Regions from separate parts of the Mus musculus genome. Here region 1 is linked to region 2. The links are chromatin contacts, called in public HiChIP or PLAC-seq maps. All regions are on one chromosome and are shown on one strand. The core of a region is the stretch at or near the end of the contact, and the rest is flanking DNA. Distances in the headings are between cores, read along the strand shown. Region 1 overlaps Arid2 (AT rich interactive domain 2 (ARID, RFX-like)). Region 2 overlaps Ano6 (anoctamin 6).

Evidence for each region. HiChIP or PLAC-seq counts read pairs in DNA pulled down with a chosen protein or histone mark.
Region 1: an H3K4me3 HiChIP or PLAC-seq map of bone marrow-derived macrophages shows a contact between it and region 2, with 4 times the contacts expected there. The contact joins two enhancer-like sites. A contact is called at or near these places in 5 of 39 promoter capture datasets (the C10 cell line, the HPC-7 cell line, cranial neural crest and 2 more), 1 of 484 Hi-C or Micro-C datasets (nephron progenitors) and 4 of 115 datasets of contacts at active chromatin or transcription factors (acute myeloid leukemia, bone marrow-derived macrophages, embryonic basal ganglia and 1 more).

The regions. Positions count from the first base shown.
Region 1 is chr15:96,327,185-96,333,369 of GRCm38.p6, forward strand. All of the region lies in intron 3 of Arid2 (AT rich interactive domain 2 (ARID, RFX-like)), which reads left to right. Among named protein-coding and RNA genes, the nearest start is that of Arid2, 43 kb to the left of the region's middle. Within about 2 kb of position 1,772, at least 5 of the 459 cell types and tissues checked have an H3K27ac peak or open chromatin away from gene starts, as enhancers often do. A contact at or near this core is called in bone marrow-derived macrophages, where this site is marked.
Region 2 is chr15:95,820,272-95,826,363 of GRCm38.p6, forward strand. The region is part of intron 1 of Ano6 (anoctamin 6); the gene reads left to right. It overlaps Gm17546 (predicted gene, 17546), which reads right to left. Exons shown (of 2, transcript NR_155277.1): 2 at 4,188-4,772. Among named protein-coding and RNA genes, the nearest start is that of Gm17546, 6.8 kb to the right of the region's middle. Within about 2 kb of position 4,175, at least 73 of the 459 cell types and tissues checked have an H3K27ac peak or open chromatin away from gene starts, as enhancers often do. A contact at or near this core is called in bone marrow-derived macrophages, where this site is marked.

The DNA.
Region 1 (6,185 bases), core at 522-3,021, 500 kb after region 2:
TGCTACTTCTGTAGAAGGACTTGTTACATAGAAAAGGACTGGTCCATACATTATATAATATTTGTAAATTTATAAGAAAAATACATGAGATGCCAATACTTTGCTCACTATAGATAAGCCTTTAAATTATAAATTGTCACATTTAAAAAGTAAATATCATATTGTCACCAGTCTCTACCAACACAGAGTATAACTAGATTTATCTTTAAACAAAGGACATTGACCTCAGCTGCTCTAAGCCAGTTTTTCTGAGGAGTCCTTTTTATTCCTTTGATTGATTTAAAAAGCTCATCACAGTTGTGTTGGGATGGGAATTAAATATTGTAGGCTATCTCTGCTTATTGCTAATTGATCTGCTCTGATCTCCTGTTTCTAAACACAGAATTTCACAGTTGGGGGAGAGCAGGAATTTTAGGGAGACTTTATCTGTGAGTGTGAAAAAAGCTGCTATTGTATTGTAGTCAGAGTCGCTGTGTACAGACTTACACTGTGTACAGTTTGAATTAAGAAATTCAAAAGTCCCTATTTAAAGGCGCCTTTGAAGCAGTATATTGTCTATGTTAATTGACCACGGAATCCTTTTTATGCAAAAGAAAAAAAAATCCTAGTTTTAGCATAAATAGAAAGCAAAAGAGGACAATGCGGGGCAGGGTGTAGATATGATGTAGATCCATTTATAGAGATGGGAGTTCATTCTGTAGAGTTAGGATGTGCTGATAAACCTAGGTTGTCTCCTTTATCTCTGTGTGCTTTTATAGAGTCCTTCAGGTTCACTGGCTTTCCCACCCTTTGTACGCAGGGTCTTACACTCGCCTGCCCAGAACTCTGCCACTGAGCTGCACCCCAGTTCCTCTGTTCTTGGGACCCAGATTCACTCGGTAACTCTGACTAGCCTGAACTTGAATGTAGACTAGACCAGGCTGCTCTCACACTCAGAGAGCTCCTTCTGACCCCCTCCTTTATCCTTATGTAGTTCAGGGTAGATTTGAACTCACTTTGTAACGACCTAGCATTTTAAATTATAGCTGGTTTGCCTAATTTATACATTTAAAATAATTCCTATCAGAACTTCTTAGCACTTTCTGAGCTGCTTCACTGTTTTGTAAATATTGGGAAGTTTCTGTCTACATAAAGGTTACTAAGTTCCTTTTTAAATTAAAGAATGGAAATTTATTCCAAAGAAATTGTAGAAAATATCTAAGATGTAGGCATATAGATATTTATGACAGTTTTATTTATGTTATTTTTTAAAATGTCAAGAAGTAGCTTAAATGTCTAAAATGACTTAGAATACTACGGTCCAAGTAAACAGAATAAGGAGCTGTACCAACAGCACACGTTGTACATGTTTGCTAAATTCATATGAAAGTGGGTTATACAGCACACAGCTGTCAGTACCGCATGTCTGTACAGTGTTAACACATGAGGTACCTGTACATGTGTGTGAGTGTGGAGCTGAATGACTGAGAAAGGCCATTGCAGAAGTGTGCAGGGGGGCTGGTGAGATGGCTCAGTGGGTAAGAGCACCCGACTGCTCTTCCGAAGGTCCGGAGTTCAAATCCCAGCAACCACATGGTGGCTCACAACCATCCGTAACAAGATCTGACCCCCTCTTCTGGAGTGTCTGAAGACAGCTACAGTGTACTTACATATAATAAATAAATAAATAAATCTTTAAAAAAAAAAAAAAGAAGAAGTGTGCAGGGACTTTGGTGTGTCCTTAGAGGCTGCCACTCAGCAGACAGCAGCACTGAGTCACAGTCAGCAGAGCAGGACAGTGACTCGCCTGCTCCCTCAGCACTCAGGGAGGGACATGAAGTCTGAAGGCACTACAGGTGAGTGCAAAAGGTAGCTGAGAGATGAGCCTACTGTGAGATATAATTAGTACAGGTAATTAGTGTGGGAAAGTTCATTATGAAAGGTTTCCATTTGGACAAGAGATGATGGAAACTAAGATGAGGGCAGCAAGCTGTAGAGAAATGCAAAAGAGCAAGAGCTGGATGAGATGGTCAGGCGTTTGAACTCTGCTCTGTCACATCCTTAGCTTTGAACGAAGGAAAGGTTTGAAGTTCTTTAATTTTCAGTTTTGTGCTTATTCAAAGGTTTTGGTAACCGACCTCACAGTGAACTTGAACACTGACCCCCTAGCAAGCCACCACACTGTCCTCTTCCTCCTGCACACAAGGCGAGAGGGGTCACTGGCGTGGTTTTTAAAGAGGCAACAGAATCCCTTTCTCTTCTGTGGTATGAGGGGAAATTATTTTTGTCTGCTAACTTAGGAGACTTGAAAGAGTATTGGCTGTGATTTACATGTAAATCCCTTGTAAATGTCCCTTGGCACAGTGGTTAGGGAGACTAACATAACTACTGGTACCTAGGTCTTTTATTTTATTGTCTTTAAATACCCTAATGTGAAGATCCAAGAAAATAATACAATAATGTAAAAAAAGATAAGTCATTTTTAACCTACTTTTAAAAATACCAAATATTATATAGCTCTGTGAAAGAATATTATAAAATTCTTAAATTTATAATTTTTGTAAGTATATATTATCATAATTCATGCTTATAAATGTCCTTGTTTTGTCTATACTAGACTCAGCTTTTCTATTTCTAATTCATTCCTAGAGAAAGTACATTTGGGGGTCTTAGTAAAGGGACAGATCTTGCCTGTTGTTCGGAGTCCTTGAGGAAGGCGCATGGAAAGAGAAGGCGTATAGATAAAGTCTTGGATGCAGTCTGACCGAGCTTTGGGGTGTGTGTCTGATGACAATGACAAGGGCACAAGGGTCTCTTCACAAGAGGGTGCTTTTCCTCTCTCCATGTCTGATTGAAGCAACACTGATGTTTTTATCAGTACTATTTGGTCAGATTTTATTTTCCATCAACAGTGATATGATTTTAAAAAATACTCTTTAACTGCTTTCCAAAAAAGAATTTCCATGTGACCTACTAATTCTATTTTTAGATAGTACTCAAAAGAATTGAAAATTGATACTAAGCAGACTGTTCAGCAGTAGCCAAAAGGTAGCATTGACTCATATGCTCATCAGCTTAAGAACGAATAAGCAAAATGTGCTATGTACATATAGTAGGACCATTCTGTCATAAAACAGAATGTACAAACCTCATATGCTAAGTAAAAGAAGCTAAGTACCACACACACACACACACATACACACACAGAAAAGGGGTTGGTATTTATATCAGATAACAAAAGGACAAATTCTTGAGGGTATAACAGATCAGTGGTTGGAGTCATTGCTGAATGAAGATAAAAGTTTCACTTTTGGCGCAAGGAAATAGCACAAAGATACAGGGGTGCTCCGAATGCCACTGAGTGGTCTTCTTAGGAGGGAATAATCTGTTAGCTGATTTTCTGATGGTCAAAGGAAAGGTGATGCATTGGTCCATGCACTTGATCCTATGGGGGGAGCGTGTGGAACTGTTTTTGTGTTGTCATCTTGGTGTGCTTACACTAATGCTGTGACCAAACTCACGTGAGATAACTCAGTAGCTGGGAGGTGCTGTCTCTCTCATACATAGCTGCCAATGTTTGTGGGGTGACTTAAGCTTTGTACAGCAGTGTCCTGTTCAGCACTAAGTGAAGTTGGACCTGCAGTTCAGTTGTCACTAACTGATACTCTGGGGCACTGTATGTCCTTTGATAGGGGCTGTTGTCAGTAGCAGCTTCCAGCCGCTGTATTTAAGAGACTAGTAATAGCTCACAAGCATTCTGGCAATTAAGTAAACAACTTCTTCCTTTGTGATAGGTTTAACTTGAAATCTTTTCTCTCTGTTTCATCTCAGCTTTTGAATACAATGTGCTTATTTCCATACATAAGGGACTAAGAGGTATAGAAAGCTGTTAAATTTATAAGACTTTTCAAAGAAGGAAGTCATACGACTTTTCTGAAGACCGTTTTCGAAAAGCCCAAGTCTGGTTTAAGTGATGGCCCATGCTGTGGTACCACACAGTTGGGGCTGGAGGCTGGTTAGTGTTAGCTCTTACTACAGTCACACAGTGGGGACTGGGGACTGGTTAGTGTGTACTTCCTACAGTCACACAGTGGGGACTGGGGACTGGTTAGTGTGTAATTCCTACAGTCACACAGTGGGGACTGAGGACTGGTTAGTGTTAGCACTTACTACAGCCACACAGTGGGGACTGGTTAGTGTTAGCTCTTACTACAGTCACACAGTGGGGACTGGGGACTGGTTAGTGTTAGCACTTACTACAGCCACACAGTGGGGACTTAGGACTGGTTAGTGTTAGCACTTACTACAGCCACACAGTGGGGACTGGTTAGTGTTAGCTCTTACTACAGTCACACAGTGGGGGCTGGGGACTGGTTAGTGTTAGCACTTACTACAGTCACACAGTGGGGACTTAGGACTGGTTAGTGTTAGCTCTTACTACAGTCACACAGTGGGGACTGAGGACTGGTTAGTGTTAGCACTTACTCAAGATGTATTGTAGTTTTGATGACCTCATCTAGGAAAATAATTACACTTGATTTCTACTTTGCGTTTTCCATTTTTGATGTATGTGAAATCATCCCACAGATGTGTTTACCTCAGCAGTATTCATGTTCTTTGTTACTGCAATCATTTTACTTTCAGGGCTGTCTTAATCTGAGCGGCCAGTTTTGGTACTGTTTCCAGGACTGTTTTCCTCCTACTTCATTGGATAATGTTTTTAGAGAGCAATTTTGTGAATTGGGAATATGATGAAACACAGTGGGAATGATGAAAAGGTACAAATTTAATTAAGCAGTCATGAATTCTTAAAATCTGAATATGACTTAAATGTCCTTGTACTATAAAATAAAATTCGTATTTTTACTGAAATTTTATTATGTTATGGATTCAAAAGTTTAATGTTACCAAATTTAGAAATCTCATATTCTCTTTTCAAACTGCAGCAACTGTGTGGATGGTTTGAGGAACTGATGTGACCCAGCCTGGGAGTTTGAGTGCTTGGTTGGTTGCTTCCCAGCTCCAGTAATCCACATCTTTTTGGGACTTCTTGTCCACACGTCATGCTTCATAGTGAGGGCCCTATGTGAACTCACAGACTCTGAATCCTTCTTTAAGAGCTCAGGGTCCATGCTCCTTGATCTCAAGGCTATGCTATGGATATGCCCATTGCCAAGGCTGCTAAGCAACCCTGGATGGCTGTTTTAGTGCGTGCATCAGCTTTGCTGAGGGTAATGTGAGAAAGCGGAGATACAGGAAGATTTAAGCTGTCTCACAAGCAAGATCCTGCCACTGCCATTGACTGTTGTGCTCAAAAGTTAGCCACATGGCCACCCTTAAGACATAAATCGCTTGTGAGGTTTGAGTTTAGTTTTTTTGGTGGCATGTGCACAGGAAACAGTTGAGGGGCGTATTACCAGGAAGATTCCGTTGCTTTGCAAATCATCTCTATTCTGCTCGCTCTCTGTGTTCTACTCAGAACAGGTTTTACAGTATGAGTCTGCCTTGGCCTTCCCCCACTCCTGTGTGTTACTCTTCTTTCCATTTTGGGAAGTGGATATATGTGCAAAGCTTATGGGCTGTTTTTGTGTCGACTGAAAATCCATTTGCTGTTTTGCTAGAAGTTGCAATTAGAGAAGAAACCTCTCTCAGGGTCAGCATTCTGACTTGCCTTGTGCCAGGGCTGGGCTCCATAAGCATGGAGGCTCAGGGCTTGTCACTCTGAGCTCTAAAACTTAGAGAGATCTAGCTGTGCAGGTCAAAGCAAATTTGGCTCTTGGAAGTTCACAGCTCTCCATATGGTAGCTGGGTTTGGTAGCTGTGAGCTTCAGATGCTGTGATCCTTGCTGTGTCTGGGGACTGTTTAGTGGCCAGGCTCATCCTTCGATTCCTTAGCTTACCTCTGTCACCTCCCACTGTCGAGGTACCGCATAGACACTGATCCTGGAAGCTCTGTGGAACCCTTAATCCTGACTGAGCTGAGGGCATGTGAGCCTCAGGAGTCCTGTTGGCATTTAGTCTTGGTAGTCCCTTTCCAACTGTCGTCTAGAAGCGGCTTCTGACTGGGCCTGTAAGCCCAGGGTTTTCTCTTAGTGTCACCACCTCAGCCCACCCTGAGAAAAAGACAAGTAGGCAGCTAAAGACCAGTCAGGCAGGGGCTTTATTGAGCCTAACATTGCAACATGGTGGGCAAAGGAGAATCCCAG
Region 2 (6,092 bases), core at 2,925-5,424:
TTTCTCTTCGCCCTGGGCCAGAGTCCAACCGCGGGCCCACACTCTGGGAGGTTCCTAGCTCTTCCAAGGCATCTGTGGTGCCCAAGAGTGAGAACCTGCCAGTCTCGCCCTCTGTGCAGGCTGGGAGGCTCCCCCACACCCCGCAAGCAGCTCCCGGAAGTTCCTCAGGGACCTCAGACTGGTCCTAGCCCTGTGATGAGCTGGACGCGGAAGCCCATTTTGACCCACAGGGCAATGCTGTGCACATCCCTGCTCTAGGGTACATCAGGACTCCCTGTCTGTTCTCCTGTGGCCCCATTCCTTCTGCCCCAGGATCCCGGGCTTCCGATAAGCATTTGGTGACTGACTGCTCACAGTGCAGCCTATTACCTTCACTCCTTCAGCCACACATCCCCGCTGGTTCTCTCTAAGGCACTCACTGTCCCCTTACAGTGTTCCATTTCCTCTTCCTCCTCATACCTTCACACCGCTTGGTGCTCTCAGCGGAACACCAGATCCCTTTAATTCTTCCTTCTCTGGTTTCTCAGCCAGGCTCCTGGCTTGCTCCAAGCGACCACATGTTTCTAGGCCCGCAGAGGGACGACATCGTTGTTTGCATCTCGTTTTGCTGACCTAGTCTTCCCAAATGGCACCCCTTTCCACTCCATTTTCAGATTTATTTGTCCAGAGCAGGTATATGAAATGTCACCCTCCAGGTCTTTTGGGAGGAGAAGGACAGATTGTCCTGAGAACATGAACAGACTTGTGTGGGAGAATGATGTAAGCAAGAGCTCACGTCCCAGGGTTATTAGCGTGCTAATCAGGATCCCAAAGGGACACCTCTCAGAAAACTGGAAAAATAAATTAATTTTTTTCTATAAATCAAGCAAGTGGGAAAAAAAAGAAAGAAAGAAAAGAAAGAAAAGAAAAGAAGAGAAAGGAAGGAAGGAAGGAAGGAAGGAAGGAAGGAAGGGAGTTTTGAGATGAAAACTGTTAAACTCTGCTTGGTTCAGCTGCATGTGAATTATATGGTCTTAGTGCCAAGCATCACCCATTATGATGGTTTGTGTATGCTTGGCTCAGGGAGTGGCACTCTTAGGAGGTGTGGCATGGTTGGAGTAGGTGTGTCACTGTGGGCATGGGCTTTAAGACCCTCATCCTAGCTGCCTGGAAGTCAGTGTTGTGGTAGCAGCCTTCAGGTGAAGATGTAGAACTTTCAGCTCCTCCTGCACCATGCCTGCCTGGATGCCGCCATGTTCCAGTCTTGATGATAATGGACTGAACCTCTGCACCTGTAAGCCAGCCCCGATTAAATGTTGTCCTTATAAGAGTTGCCTTGGTCATGGTGTCTGTTCACAGTGGTAAAACCATAATTATCTTTCAAAAGGATCATGATTAATAGTGGTCATTAAATGATTTCATATTCAGCACAGGGTCTGGTACATAGCAAACATAAGACATTTTAGTAAGATAGAAACACCACTCGTCACATGTGCAGGTGTGCATGTTTATAAAGTACATAAAGACGAAAGGCTGGTGCTCATCTACGTACAGTGAGGTCGAGATTGCTTATTTATTCTTTCCATTACTTTACTAAGTAAAAACAAGAAACGAGCAAAGCCATCTTCCAGAGGATAAAGCCACCGCCCTGTATGTTTCATCCCATGATTCTCTTTCTCGCCTGCTCCCTCTTTAACTCTTGGTTCCCAAACCTTCTGACTTGTACCATGTTCCTCGTTCACGCCGGCTTCTGACTGCCCTTGCTGTCCATCCTTGTGTCTAGGTTGTTGCCATGGCTCCTTTAAGGTTTATGGTGACATCACTTGTCCCAGCAGGTTGAGTGTTAGGGACATGTATATTAAAAGTGTCTGATTCATATTTGTTTACCTCAGTGGAGTGCTTTCCTCCTGAGTGGGGACTTTACTAGAAGCTGAAAATGGAACGTGATTTAGTTGCTGAGCACGCATGCCCTCCACGCTGCTGACAGTCCTAACAGAGGGAAAGGGGCATGTGACTTCTCGAGGGTAGGAAGTGCCATGGGATCCCTGGTACAGGGGCTACTGAAGGAGAAAAGGAAGTGGTGCCTCTTGGAGGAGGGGCTTGGGAGCGTGTAAGTGTTGCGTTATTTCTGTCCGACAGGATAGTCAAAGTACTGACTATCTGTTTCCCGAACAGATAGCACAAAGGCAGGTAGAAGTTCCCAGCATGGGGGCTGGTGAGATGGCTCAGTGGGTAAGAGCACCCGACTGCTCTTCCGAAGGTCCGGAGTTCAAATCCCAGCAACCACATGGTGGCTCACAACCATCTGTAACAAGATCTGATGCCCTCTTCTGGTGTGGCTGAAGACAGCTACAATGTACTTACATATAATAAATAAATAAATAAATAAATAAGTTCCCAGCAGTTTTACAGGGAACCAAGGCAGGTCGTGGGAGGATGGGCTGGCAGTCAGAAGGTGGGGGGCTGAGCTTGAGGTGGGTTCTTCTTGGTGCTTGGCATGTGGCAGTCACCCAGAAATGTTCAGACTGCAGAGTATTCCTCCTCCTGGTATGTATGGTGGGCTTAGGGGTTCGGGATTCTCAGAGCTTCTAGATAATTCTTTCTACGTGTTTCTGCTTTTGAGGTTTTCTTTTCCCCCTAGGGAAAGGGGTTTCGGATTTTATCAGATCCTGCTAAAGGATCATGTGTGAAAAGCTGAGAGCCATAGTTTTTGAAAAACAAAACAAAAACAAAAGAAAAACAAAAATTCAAGAGAGTGTGCATGTGCACACTCACACATGCATGTACACACACACACATACACTCTCACACATACACTAAATGGATGAGGACAGCGACAGAGTACAGAAATGGTTTGAAGATGCTTTGACTCTGGCTGAGCTTGGCAGGGATGTCCTTGGCGCCCACAGGACAGGCCCTTACCGGCTAGAACCCCACAGGGACTAGTCACTGTCATGCTCTGGAAGTTGGCTCCAGATACTCTTTCCAGATCCTCCTAGCAGGCTGGTTTCTGCCTCTTTGGTTCTTCTCTGACACCTCTCTAGGGCAAGAAACATGGGTTTGAAAGACTGGAGAGAGAATGGAAGTGCCCCATGCTTTGTTCCGAGGTAAGGAGAGCAGGCAAGTAGGTATTACAAGCGTGGTTCCGTGGTGCCCGTTTTCCAGCAGTAAAGAAGGAGTCAGCATGAACTGAACCCTCTCAGAGGCAGAGTCAGTCCCATTCCTTCATACCCAGCAGCCCATAGAGAGATGCTGAACTACCCAGCCCTCAAGATCCTGCCCAGGCAGATTCCTCACCCTCAGTGCAGAATAACCCTCTGCATCCCTTTGTTCTAGTGCAGCGGTTCTCAACCTGTGGGCCAGGACCCCTTGTGGGCGTCACATATCAGATATCCTGCATATCATATAATTACATTACAATTCATCACAGCCGCAAAATTACAGTTGTGAAATAGCAATGGAAATAATTTTACGATTGGGGCACACCCTAACATGAGGAGCTGCACTGAAGGGTCACAGCCTTAGGTAGGTTCACAATCATTGTTCTACAACGTGATGGACCCCGGCAAAGTTGTTTGTATTTTCTCTTTCATCAGGCAAGCCTGGCTTATTGCTGATATGCATGCTTATGAATTTGAGCTCCCCAGCCCTAAGGTAGCGAGTTCAGCTTGTGTAGTTTATTGTGCACAAAGGAAATTCCCAACGGCTGACTGTTCTCTGGTATTCATGGCTTAGTAAGGCAGAGTGTGTTTTTTTATGGGAAGGAGGTTGATCTTAGCAAAGATAGGAGCTGCCTTTCTACAGGGAGGGTTTTGTTTGGTGTTGATCTGATGCAACGTTTGATGCTATCAGCTCCCTAAGACATGTGGGTAACTTCAAGTTTGCATGTAGATCAACGGTCATGGAACAGACACAGTGCCCATTGTTGGTCACACTGGACCTCTGGGTTCTCTTGGGAGCACCATAGTCACTCAGAATCAGTTTTTTTTTTCCCCCCAAAGCTTGGGAGCTAGCCTGGTAGTGTGTTCATCCTTGTCAGGGTAACAGACCTTTCTGAGGACTCTGAGGACCCACTGCAGTTAAGGAATGCAAGATTTCAAAAGAGGATTATCAAAAAAGGAAATGCAAGCGTCTTGATGGTTTCTCTGGTATATGAGGTCACTGACAAATAGTGATGAATAGTTTTCTATTATTGAGGAACAAAGAGTAGGAAAATTCTCGTGAACTTTATTACAAGGTCCTCACTGGGGTCAGTGAGAAAGTACATTTTCCTGTGCTTCTGTCACCGCGCCTGTTAACACTAACACTTTTAGCATTTCACTGTTGGTTTTTGTTTGTTTGTTTGTTTGTTTGATTTTTATTAGACACTTTGAACAGGAAATGGACGGAAGCTCATGGTATGGATTGATCACCTGTTGAGAGCAGACTCAGAACCTTCCATCCTGTTAAATATTCAGGAGGGAAGCATGATTGTCCCCACTTGTGGGGTCACTAAGACAGGGAGTGTTTTCATGGCATGTGTGATAATGGCAGTCCTTTCGGTGTGGCATCTGCCTGAGTTTGTGCGACTCTGATCGCCTTGCTTCTAGATCTTCCACAATGGTGAGTCTGGTGTTTCCTTCAGGTCACCTCCACATCTTGTCCCAGGTTCCTGTCCTGAAGACATTCACTGTCTCTTGAGAACAACTGTTCACGATCCAGTCAGTCACTTGTATGTCCAGAGCAAGCCCATCAGTTGTGACACTAAGGCTGGCGGAGGCATGTCTAGTGGTGCAACAGATCTGAGCCGCATGCTTTCTTGCCAGAGAGAAAAAGAAAAACAAAAGCAAGCAAAACATTACCTTATAATAAAGATAAAACTTTTAACTCACGAGTTTGGGCTGCCACAGGGATGGCGAGCACCCAACAGTGATAGGCTGCATGAATAGTCCACCAGGTAAATTGACTTTGATCCGCATTTAACCTGCTGGTGATAAGCCTGGCATCTCCTGCTCTGGCTATACCACACCCCTTTGTATTTGCAAGGGTTGATTATGTGAGCAGTTCTAGAGAATTTGGAAACCATGGAGAACTGCAACAAACAAGCAACAAAGAAGCTGGAAAATCGCAACAGACAAGCTCACCCGGCTACATTGCCTCCCAAACACAAGCCCTGGAAAAGCTTCGGCAAGCCGCTTCCCTGCCCTTTCAAAGGGACGTTTGTAGCTTTATGCGGTTCAGACATAGACTCTTTTTCACTTGCCTTGCTGACAAACGGTCCTTCCTCTCACTGTATTTCTTTCATTGTGGTAATATGTACATAACATTTATCATTTTAACCTTTTTCTAATTTTCCCTAGCACTAAGTGTACTCAGTTATTCAGCCATCAACGTTATTAATTTCTGGAACTTTTCATTATGTATTCTATACCTATAAAATATATATCACAAATCACACTGAATAGCTGAGTAATATTCTGTCACATGCATTTATTGTATCCTGTTTACCTGCAAACACATAGTAGAGTCTTTTTTTGTGTTCACTGCCAGACTTTATGTCTAAGGGAGTAAACAAAATGCGGTCCAGGGGTCGGTCAGGGCTGGAGAGGTGATGGCTCAGCAGTGAAGGGCACTCACTGGCTGCTCTTGTAGGGGAACTGGGTTGGGTTCCAAGCACCCCCATGGTGGCTCACAACTGAGTTTCCAGGGACCTGATGCCCTCTTCTGGCTTCCTTGGGCACCTGGCATGCATATGATGCATAGACACAAATGTAGGTAAAACATTTGTAAATGTAAAAAGGAATAATGTTAAAAGTATTAAAAATATGGTGTGTGTTCTACAAGACTTTAGAACTCTAGGAGGAAGTGGCCAGCGTCAGTCCTGGGGTGCTGTCAGCACAGGGACTGTGGGAGCTTATAAACGAGGGGAATTTGGCGTGAAGTTTCATCTATGAAGTCATTCGTTGATTATTATAAATCGCATGCCTCAGCTTTTTCATTTTATAACGAATTATAATTGTGAGCTATCTGTCAGTATAAATCTCAGGCCACATTTCATAGTTAGCCTTTGTTTTCTCCCTAAAGGAATTCTTGTCATCACCCCCACCCCCCACCCCCCCAATGTGCCACTTTGT